Regions from separate parts of the Salmo salar genome. Here region 1 is linked to region 2. A link is a contact called in public Hi-C data. All regions are on one chromosome and are shown on one strand. The core of a region is the stretch at or near the end of the contact, and the rest is flanking DNA. Distances in the headings are between cores, read along the strand shown. Region 1 holds the start of LOC106592263 (chromodomain-helicase-DNA-binding protein 9). Region 2 overlaps LOC106592263 (chromodomain-helicase-DNA-binding protein 9).

The links. Hi-C and Micro-C count contacts between places; a contact is called where the count stands out from the background.
Region 1: a contact with region 2 is called in a Hi-C map of gill, with 5 times the contacts expected there. The contact joins the promoter of LOC106592263 here to the enhancer-like site in region 2. A contact is called at or near these places in 3 of 3 Hi-C or Micro-C datasets (blood, gill and muscle).

The regions. Positions count from the first base shown.
Region 1 is chrssa11:29,130,133-29,135,527 of Ssal_v3.1, reverse strand. It overlaps LOC106592263 (chromodomain-helicase-DNA-binding protein 9), which reads left to right and starts at 2,645. Exons shown (of 40, transcript XM_045689301.1): 1 at 2,645-2,659. aktip (akt interacting protein) reads left to right here. Exons shown (of 10, transcript NM_001139922.3): 8 at 437-544; 9 at 738-798; 10 at 1,033-1,967. The coding sequence ends at 1,140.
Region 2 is chrssa11:29,094,517-29,100,355 of Ssal_v3.1, reverse strand. The region is part of intron 2 of LOC106592263 (chromodomain-helicase-DNA-binding protein 9); the gene reads left to right. Among protein-coding and RNA genes, the nearest start is that of LOC106592263, 35 kb to the left of the region's middle. Within about 2 kb of position 4,350, at least 5 of the 13 cell types and tissues checked have an H3K27ac peak or open chromatin away from gene starts, as enhancers often do. A contact at or near this core is called in gill and muscle, where this site is marked.

The sequences.
Region 1 (5,395 bases), core at 1,396-3,895, 37 kb before region 2:
CACCAGTATAAATATAACAAATCTATCGCAGATCATACACCCCCGATTTGGCACTTCGGCACCATGGAGAACTTGAATTGTGTGTTGATTTTTGATGGCGAGCAATGTTTTTAATGCACATGACTGGGATTATCAGAGCTGTGTCCATGGTAATTTCATAAACAATTAATTTAGACCCATTGTTTATTTACTGAAATGTGTGCCGATGCCTGGCTACTAAAAGAGACAGGCGGCTGTTTGAGACTTGCTGTTTAATTGAAATGTTGCGGTATTCTGTGTTTTTTTCTTAATTCTCTGAGCTAATGAAATTAGATTGTGGCCAGGTTGGGGCAATTATCACTCCACACTGTATTGACTGGCAAATTGCATGTATAATCAAATGTATTAGTCACATGCGCTGAATACAACAGGTGTAGACCTCACACTGTTTTTTCAGGTACGACAAGGATGTGCAGTTGTTCAAAAGCAAGGTGGTAGACAGCGTCAAACTATGCAACAGTCACCTCTTCGACCAACCCAAGATGGACGATCCTTATGCAATAAGGTTGATAGTAGGAAAAGCTCATTCCTGGAATTCCATTTCTCATTCTCATAGCTCACGAACAATCTGAACATTCAGTATTTAATATATATTTTATGTCAATAAGAAACCTCCTGCAGCATATGAAAGAAGATGCAATAAATGGTTGAGAATTTGGTTTCTCTTAAGTGTTATTTTTTTATGCTCATTTTTCCAGTTTCTCTTCATGGAACCCAGCGATCCACGACGACGCGAAGGAACGGATGTTCACACATAAAGTGAGTTTTCTAAACCCCAGCAGTGTGCTTTTCAGACTTATGTAAAAGGACACAAAGCTCTGAGTCTGTCTGCTATGGGCCATGGACTCGGGTTCCCTCTGAGCTTACTCCCAAAAGAGGCTTGTTTTACTTGAATGAGAGCCAGCACGGCTGTGATTGGTCAAGCTGTGTGAGCGGCCATTTGTTTCCATGGTGCTAGCTGACCAGTGTGGTAATGCGTGTCTGTTATTCTAGAGAAGGCCTGAGGATCACCACAAGGGACTGCAGGTGTCAGGACTGTCTTGGGTGAAGCCCGGATCCACACAACCTTTCAGCAAAGACGACAACCCTCCCCAGAACTGAGCTGAACCTGCAGTCCTAGTCAGCAGCCACTAGAGAAAGATGCAGAGCAGAATGCCACGCCACAGACTAGCTTCAGCAGCCGTTCAGTCGTGTGAATAGGAACTGAACAAGTTGAATGGACTTAATTTTACATTACAACACTTGCGCTCAGCTTTAAAAGCATTATAGGCATCTTGTGCTCAAACAGCTATAGAATAAAAATGTGTGTATGTAAGTAAATCAACAATGACAACTGGTTGACTTAGTAACAGGCTACAATGCAATCAGAGCTTTTTCCCTTTAATTTCTTCTCTGCTCTTTGCACACGCTTGGGTTTGGTCTATGAAGATAACCACTCAAAGCTGGTTGAAAGGTGAGAATAAAAATCTGCATTAATTATAGGTATACTGTATGAGTGGACTATGGATTCATTACCGCTTGTTAAGGTGGGGTCAGGACAGTTAATGATTGGGACTTGGAATGTTTTTCAATGACTGGAGATGGACTCTAACCTTGGGTGTTCTTTTTTCCCCCCAAACATATTTGACTGAAATCAAATTAGAGCAACACTACATTTTTGGGGTGGGGGGGAAATTTGTTCTTTTGGATTACGGTTTAGTATCTTTATTTCTTTACTGTGTAAACTATAGGCAAGATGGGTAATATATTTTACTTGCAGGTATGGTTTTAATGAATATGATAAGATAAATCACTTATGCATCTTTACATTGCTTTTAATTCATTTTGAATGTTCTATTTACCCTTATTGAGCTGATTAAAGGTTTGTGTAAATAAAGAAATGTGTGCTGTGGGAATGGCAGCCCTCAACAGACATTGTTTTGCTCAAAGCTGTTGGCTACTTGGCACTATTTATATTGCTGTGAAATGAAGTAAACACATGCTGTCGTCTGGACTGTTGAATTTGGTAAAACAATGCATACGTGGACTACTCATTTTACCTTTCCTATATGGAACCAAAACTTCAGTCAACAGTTTGCGCTGTATAGGTAGTGAGTTTGGAAAGCTTTTCTTTGAAAGGAAATAAACATGACAAAGCATACCAATGACTCATTTTTTTTAATAAATTGAGCCTTTATATATCTAGTTAAGCCAGTTGAGAACAAATTCTTATTTACAATGACGGCATAACCCGGATGACGCTGACCTATGGGACTCCCAATCATGGCCGGTAAATGATACAGCCTGAAATCGAACCAGTGACACCTCAAGCCCTGAGATGCAGTGCCTTAGACAGCTGTGATGTACATGTATGTAGTGATTTAGGTTTGAGGTAAGCACTGTTTGCCATTGACTAGCTGTGGAGGTCTAAGTAGCCTTTATTCATCACATAAGGGTGTGGGTCATGTCGCACGGCAACGTGTTAGAGCTCAATTTGGCCTTTGTGACTCCAGACTCTGGAGTGACACCAAATGGGTGACACCATCCATATGGCCCCTATAAACCATATTTTCAGATCAAGCATACATTTACTCCTGATAAATCAGCTGGATAGGTTGATAACCAGGGGTGAACATACGATGTAAGTATTGAAAAATGAATTAACACGTTAGCGAAGACAGACAATGTATGCTTGATCTGAAAATGTGGTTGGAGTGTGTGACGCAATTTCGGGGACTCAGAGGCACGCGAGGCCTAAAAAGTTTAACTTTCTCCAGTAATACTTTCAGAAATGAAGGCATTTACTTTGATTTAACTTTCAGAATAATCTGGTTGGATCTCATAGATTTTAGAAAACCTTTCCACTATTTCTGATCTCACGCTGTCAGGCATAGATTTATGGTTCCCTGTCAAGACCGTAGTGACTTGGTTTAGCAGTACTGTCAAGAGCCACTGGGGGTCACCACACACTAATGACAGGTTGCCATGTTATTTTCCAACTATCTCGCCTGTCAGAGTCTACATTATTATCTGGGAGACTACAGGTTTGTGTTATTAAAGTAAAACCTCCGCGGATTGGCTTCAGATATACCGCGGCCATCTTGTGTGTCATGCCTTTATAACCAATTTTGTCTAATATTTGTCATTTTATTTCACATATGAGTAGTTATTATGGCACAAAATTGAAAAAGGAATTTGTCCATGTGGAACCGACTGCAAATGTAATCTGAGATTATAAAAATGTAACGACTCCTCAATTGTCCAATCAGAGAGCAAGTAACTGATATGCAAATTAATGTCTTCATCGATTCGTCACGTCAGCAGCAGTAGAACCGCTGTGGTCAACTAGTTAACTTCGCTCTTGTAATTTTCAGTCAACGGATTTTTCGTCACTTCGGTAAGTAATAAAATAATTTTCTCGTCATAAATAGAAAGTATTGGCTCCACACAGAGCTTTGAACTCTGGGAGCAAACTGTCATTCTAATGACTGAGAGACAGTGACGCTCAGCTGTGGTCACTAACGTTACGTTAGCAGTGGGAATCCCGGTCTGAAAAGCACCCAACTAGCTACAATATCAGTCAAATGGCTCGCGGAACATTGTGAGTTATTACATTTCCATAATGGTTCTCAGAGTTCGAAATATTGCGCTCGTGTTACTAAAGTTATTGACGGCGCTTCGTTATGGTGGTCCTGAACTGACAGCGACCCGCTGTGATGGTACGAGCCTCGAGCCAGCTCAGCATCGTTACCATGAATGTGAATGCAGAGGATAACGTGATATCAGTCGGGAGTCTCAACGAAAACGAAACTCGGTCGGGTCCATCAACAACTGGTTTAATTGGCTGTGATCAATCTATTGCATTGTTCTTAATGAATGACTGTCGACCTCCATCCAACTCTTCCCTCCTCTCCTACTCAGCAGAGGCGTCACGACATCACTGGAGTCGAGAGGAGAGGGGCTTGGAAGGAAAGACAAGTGGGGACACGTGTACGATTCGAGTCTCGAGAAGAACAGATGGTGGGAGAAAATCCCTAAAGCTTGGCACCTGACTTTCAGATTCAGAAAGTTAAGATTCAGCTAATTTCTATAACTAGGTAGCTAGTTACCTGTTGTGACAGGGAAACACATCGAGTGCCAAGCAGCCTTTTACTAGGAGGTGCAGCAAGGCTATTGTGAAGATTCGATGCTCAGATAGCCACGAGCCATAGCTGCACTCAGAGGATGCTGAGGTTAGTGGCCATTACAGACTGGCTTCTTTCTATCATGGGTTCATTGTTACAGATTCTCGCTGTGCCACATAAACCGGGTTTGGTTAATTTGGGAATTCTAGAAGCTATTCTAAAGTAAAATTCAATAATGTAATAGGATACTTATTAACCTTTCTTACTTCGTAATAATAGTGTTATTCTTGGGATTATTCCTATTTGGCGTCTTTACAAACGAGTGTAATCAGCAGCCAGTTGATTAAAGCCGATTGATGATTATCATGGATGTCCGTTGCACGTAGATGTAGTTTGTGCAAATTATATTTTGATTCCTGAATCCATGATGGAGTTGGATCGTCGACAGACGACGGCTTTGTGAGTTTGGACAGTTTGATGCTACATTGTTTCTGTCTGTATATCGTTGTCGTTATTGTGGCTGCACTTGTTATCTGTATTTTTTTGTTGAGGGTGCTTAGATATGTCACCAGGACTCTGAAATTGACGACGCCTATTTATTTGTTGTGTATAGTGGGTTGGCGATATCATGCTACTTGAAGCAAAGAGGCATAGACTCATGATAAACAAAGAAAGAAGCAAGCGGCATGCAGAGGTAGCTAGCCCACTGGGCACATATTTCAATTCAACGTCTGTTCCACGTTGGTTCAATGTAATTTCATTGAAATGACGTGTAAACAACGTTGACTCAACCAATGTGTGACCAGTGGGAGGCTAAATGTAAGCAGGAAGCGCAGCAAAACACGAATGCATTTATATTGCACTGACTATGATGGGACCTGTTGAATGTGCTCTGGAATGGACTTGATCAGTGAAATGAATCTCCATTGTCCAATGTTGCTTTTTTAACCAAATCAAAGTTTATTCAGGTCTTTCGTTATTGGTGGGCTGGTTATTACCCAATACTTTGAGGGTAGAGCCTACAGATAAACCAGCCAAACAAATAGTCTACATTCGATTTGGCTGTGAATTATGTTTTACATTTTAAACTGGGTTTCACTGTAGCTAAAACTCCAGATATTAACTAGAGCTAGTTTTACTGCAGATCTGGGTTCAACATCAATTTATAAAGACTTTCAAGACTGCATAAAGTCTTCATATGAACTACATATATGCTTCACAACCCTAGCATTTATAAGAAAAGTCATAGCCTA
Region 2 (5,839 bases), core at 3,101-5,600:
TGTAAATGTAAATGGATGCGACTCAGTCGTTCAGGCTTTTTGTTCTGTATCTACAGTATGGGTGCGACTCATTCGTTCAGTCTTTTAGTTCTGTATCTACAGTATGGACGCGACTCAGTCGTTCAGTCTTTTAGTTCTGTATCTACAGTATGGATGCGACTCAGTCGTTCAGTCTTTTAGTTCTGTATCTACAGTATGGACGCGACCCAGTCGTTTAGTCTTTTTGTTCTGTATTTACAGTGTGGATGCGACCCAGTCTTTTTGTTCTGTATCTACAGTATGGACGCGACTCAGCCGTTGAGTCTTTTTGTTGTGTATCTACAATAAGGACGTGACCCAGTCGTTCAGTCTTTTTGTTCTGTATCTACAGTATGGACACGACTCAGTCGTTCAGTCTTTTTGTCCTGTATCTACAGTATGGACACGACTCAGTCGTTCAGTCTTTTTGTTCTGTATCTACAGTATGGACACGACTCAGTCGTTCAGTCTTTTTGTTCTGTATCTACAATATGGACGCGACTCAGTCGTTCAGTCTTTTTGTTCTGTATCTACAGTATGGATGCGACTCAGTCGTTCAGTCTTTTTCTTCTGTATCTACAGTGTGGATGCGACTCACTCGTTCAGTCTTTTAGTTCTGTATCTACAGTATGGACGCGACTCAGTCGTTCAGTCTTTTTGTTCTGTATCTACAGTATGGACGCGACCCAGTCGTTTAGTCTTTTTGTTCTGTATCTACAGTGTGGACGCGACCCAGTCTTTTTGTTCTGTATCTACAGTATGGACGCGACTCAGCCGTTGAGTCTTTTTGTTGTGTATCTACAATATGGACGTGACCCAGTCGTTCAGTCTTTTTGTTCTGTATCTACAGTATGGACGCGACTCAGTTGTTCAGTCTTTTTGTTCTGTATCTACAGTATGAACGCGACTCAGTCGTTCAGTCTTTTAGTTCTGTATCTACAGTATGGACGCGACTCAGTCGTTCGTTCTAAATGTTCCATTGCCATAATGGCTGGCAAAGTTCTTATCCCTTGCTTGCTAGTTAGCCAACTACGGCTAACTTACAGTCACGTCAAAAAGTCAAGCCAGAATAACAGCGAGTAGCTGCATTTGCATTTGTTTAAGCTTTTTAGTGACATTTATTTGAACACATCCATAACAATAAGCTAATGAGGTGCGATTTCGCCTGGCACAGAAAATGTGCTCACTTGTCAGGAAACTGATGTTCAGAGGAGCAAGCCAACAACAAGGCTAACACAATCACTTCAAATTGAAGCTGGAAAGACTGCTAACTAGCTTCATTTTTACCTTTTTTCAATTTACATTTCTTTGTATATATCCATAAAATGATGCCAGCTGATTAATGATTTCTACTGGCTGAAAAACGCTGCCTGACTGTCTGTCTCGTCCCGACTCCCGACACCTTCATTACTATGGGACAGCTGGAGATCGAATTTGAATATTGAAGCAATGTTGCAAATGTCGGAGAGACAGACAGCAAGGTTTATACAAATCTCCACTGTTGAACACTAAATGTTAGCCTAAAAGAAATGTGAGAATGTCTAGATGCTTTTTATAGTGGAGATCAAGTTTATAAATTGCTTGGCTGGGTTGATGAGACAATGGATTGCACTGTCAGATGGAACAGAGTAATTAGGCATTTTAAAGTAATAGATTTAACCGGTGGTAACTTGTGGAATAAACACAGAATGGAATGCGGTTTTAACCAATCAGCATTCAGGATTAGACCCACCCGTTGTATAATTCCCTATTATAGCACGGTAGAACTCAATGGCTAAAGTTCACTCTTACATGTTCTATGTTTGAGCTGCTTTTTAAAGCAAAACAGGATTGAAAACTTTATTGGCATTGTTGAATCATATTTTCATAATGGCAAGCTAGGACTGAAGGTTTGGTTAGCTAAACTAACAAGTTTGTTTGTTTGGTTACCACAGCAACTACTGTAGCTATCTAGTAAAGTTGCTAGCTACTTCAGTAGATGTTGAACACATTTCTACTGGAAAATGAACACATTTCTACTGGAAAATGAAAACATTTCTAGCGGAAAATGTGTTAAATTATTGCCGTGGTATAAAAGAGATAATCAAAGAGGGGCTATGCGTTCTCAGGAAAATAATACAACTCTGTTGAAGGTCAGTTCCACTTCGCTAGCGCATCGTGGAGCACACCTTCCACATCATCCATTATTTTCCATAGAACGCATAGCCCCTCGTTGATTATCCTTCACAAATGGAATACGAACAGTAGATGTTTTAATTCAATACAACTTTATTGATACTGTTTCTATACAGAATGGATAATTCCCTGTAGTTTCCCCCTTCCTAATCTGTAGGCCTAGGCCTACAACACATGGTCTGCAGAACATTAGCCTAATTAGGCTATGGTATTAGACTTAACTCTGTAACATGTCTGTCCTTCTACCACCCACATTTCTTCACATCCGCTCCTCCATCCAGATACAGGCAACCAGTACCCTTTTCACACTGAGCCAAACTAATCCGAGCTGTACGGGGCTGGCCCATTTGCCTGGTTACACATCCAACATAGAATAAGAAAATAGTGGTATCAGAGCCAGACTGTAAGGACCGCCGCCGGACAGGAGAAGCAGGTACGGGGAGTCAGACATTTATTCGGGAACAGACAAGGAAACAAGACAGGAACAGCGTCGGAACACTGGTAACACGGACATGAGACAATTAATCCCAAAGCGGGGAACAGAGCTTGGGAACAGACAGATATAGAGAAGGTAATGACAAAAGTAATTGAGTCCACGTGAGTCCAATGATTGCTGATGCGAGTGACAGGGAAGGCAGGTGTGCGTACTGATGGTGGCTTGAGTGCGTAATGCTGGGGATCCTGGCGCCCTCGAGGGCCAGGGGGAGGAAGAGCGGGAGCAGGCGTGACACAGACAGTATGGTTTGGGTCAACCCTATGTGAATACAGCCCAGTTAAATGCCATATATTGTACTACTGCAGCTTTGCCTAAGGCCCTGCTGCCATGTGACCTGCTAGAGCTGTGTGCCAGCCAGGCTGTGACATCACAGGTCAAAGTGGACCAGGTCAGAGAGTGAGGACGGAGGACCTGTAAGCCCTGTTAGCCCACTGAGTGTCACTTCTGTTATTAGCCTCTCCCCGGGACAAGAGGTTAGCGCCAGCACACCTTACCTTCCCTCTCCTACCCTGTGAAGGATCATTAAGGCCTGATGCTCTTTTTAATTGGTTCCGGAAGCATCGCCGTGCAGTGTGCCCCCATTCATTTATCAACTACACCTCTCTACCTCCCCCTCTCTCTCTCTCACACACAAACACTCCATCTGTCTCTCTCTCTCTCTCCTCTCTCGCTCCTCTCTCTCCTCTCTCTCTCCCTCTTTCCTCACTCTCCATGCATGACTTTAAATTGGCCCACAGCCATAGGCCTAATTAACAGGCCTAATCTCTTCCCCACCTCCTGACAGACTAATCTATATTCCATTAACCAGGCAGTAGGTTTGGTCTCTGGTTGGGAACTGGTTGGGAACTGGGAAGGTGAGTAGTGTTGTATACTGCTGGTATTATCCCTCTCACAACACAAGGCCAAGAACTATTCTTAGGGACGTAATGCATGAAGACGCGACACACTTTGCTGTGAGGAGTGTTTTTAAGGAAGAGTCGACGTCAAAGGTTGACTTCTAGGTAGACTTAAGATATTTTTAAAAGGAAAACGTTTAGGCAAAGGCTGAAGTGAGAGAGAAGCAGTGGATCATCTCTATTGTATCTATCTGTACTATGCACTTTATTAGTCATCGAAAGAAAAGTAAGCTGTCATTGATTAAAGTTCTAGGGACCAGTACCACACACTGTCTCCTATATTTGCTCTGAAGGAACACTATGTTCACTTGCTCAGCTCTCTCTGTTACAACAGATACTCCCCTACTAGCCTATACACCCGGCATTACAGCACTACCTAGTGGGTGAAAATAGAGGCTAACTGTTGATATGGTGGGTCTTGTGGGCTCTATGATTGGCTATAGTGTGTGCACAGTTATAGTGCGAGTTCCATCCTGTCCTAGGATGATAAATGTCAATTTCCCTAACGGTGTTTTAGTGGAGTCCTACTCAAAGGCCCGCAGAGGGAGGCAGAAGTAAGAGTGGCAGGCACACTAATACAGGCTCTGAGTCTGTGATGAGGATATTATGGACTGTTTAGAGACTCACACCTGTGCCTCTGGCTCCCTCTTTATCTCTTTCTGTCTCTTTTACACTTTTCTCTCTCTCTCTCTCTTTCTTTTTTACTCCCCCCCTCTCTGTCTCACTTTAGAGGGAAGCCCCCCCACCCCACTAATTTCTCTGCCGGGAGGCCTATTTGCATGTTAACCATTGGGTTGCCAAGGCTCCACCAAGCCATGTGACCAGTTAAGCATGTGTGTTTGGCTGCCTGCCTGCGTTCACTGTTCCTGTTTCTCCCTTGTTTTCACCAACACATTCTCAGCCTAGAGAGACAATACACCCTGTGCAGAGCCAGTCGCTGGCAGATAAAAGCCTTCCTGTGTATGAATCTACGTATACATGGGTGTTATTGAATCTCTTCCTAGCTTTCTCTATCTACCTCTATCTGTTGCTCCTACCTACCTACCTACCTACCTACCTACCTACCTACCTACCTACCCACCTACCTACCTACCCACCCACCCACCTGCCACCCACCCACCACCACCTACCTACCTACCTACCCACCTGCCTACCCACCCACCTACCCACCCACCCACCTACCACCCACCTACCCACCCACCTACCTACCTACCACCCACCTACCCACCCACCCACCCACCTACCTACCTACCTACCTACCTATACCTACCTACCTACCTCTCTCTATATATATATATACCTCTATCTGTTGCTCCTACCTACCTCTCTCTCTCTCTCTCTCTCTCTCTATCTACCTCTATCTGTTGCTCCTACCTACCTCTCTCTCATTGAACAGCCTGTTATGTAGTCTTTTACATTATGATGTCGGTCCCAGACTAAAAGGATGCTGTCTGTCCGTCCCAGTGAACCCCTCAGTGTACTATACATCAGCGCACTGTACTCCATATCAGGTGTTGAAATGTTCATGCTCAACATGCAGTACATAACATGGCTGCATACCTGTTAAAATATCTCCCTGAATTACACTATACATACAGTATCTTTACCTGTTCTTCTTGACAGTGTTTTAATAGCTGTGCATTGATCTTTTTCAGGGGCTCTGTGAAAGTGTGGCTCTGTCTCTGTGAGAGTGAGGCTCTGTCTGTGAAAGCGAGGCTCTGTCTCTGTGAGAGTGAGGCTCTGTCTCTGTGAGAGTGAGGCTCTGTTTCTGTGACAGTGAGGCTCTGTTTCTGTGACAGTGAGGCTCTGTTTCTGTGACAGTGAGGCTCTGTTTCTGCGACAGTGAGGCTCTGTTTCTGTGACAGTGAGGCTCTGTTTCTGTGAGAGTGAGGCTCTGTTTCTGTGAGAGTGAGGCTCTGTCTCTGTGACAGTGAGGCTCTGTTTCTGTGACAGTGAGGCTCTGTTTCTGCGACAGTGAGGCTCTGTTTCTGTGACAGTGAGGCTCTGTTTCTGTGAGAGTGAGGCTCTGTTTCTGTGAGAGTGAGGCCCACTGCCACTATGCTATAGTTTATTCCTGTTGTATGGAATGCTCCCCTCTGGCATGTGACATGTTCTCGCTCCACTGCAGGGACGGTAATTGGCATGTTGTGTCATTTAGTTCCCTTCGTTCCTTCTCTCCTAGAACAGGAGTCCAACTCCCAAGGCCTAGCCTGACAGCTAGCCTATATCAGATGCCCACTCAAACATGGGGAGA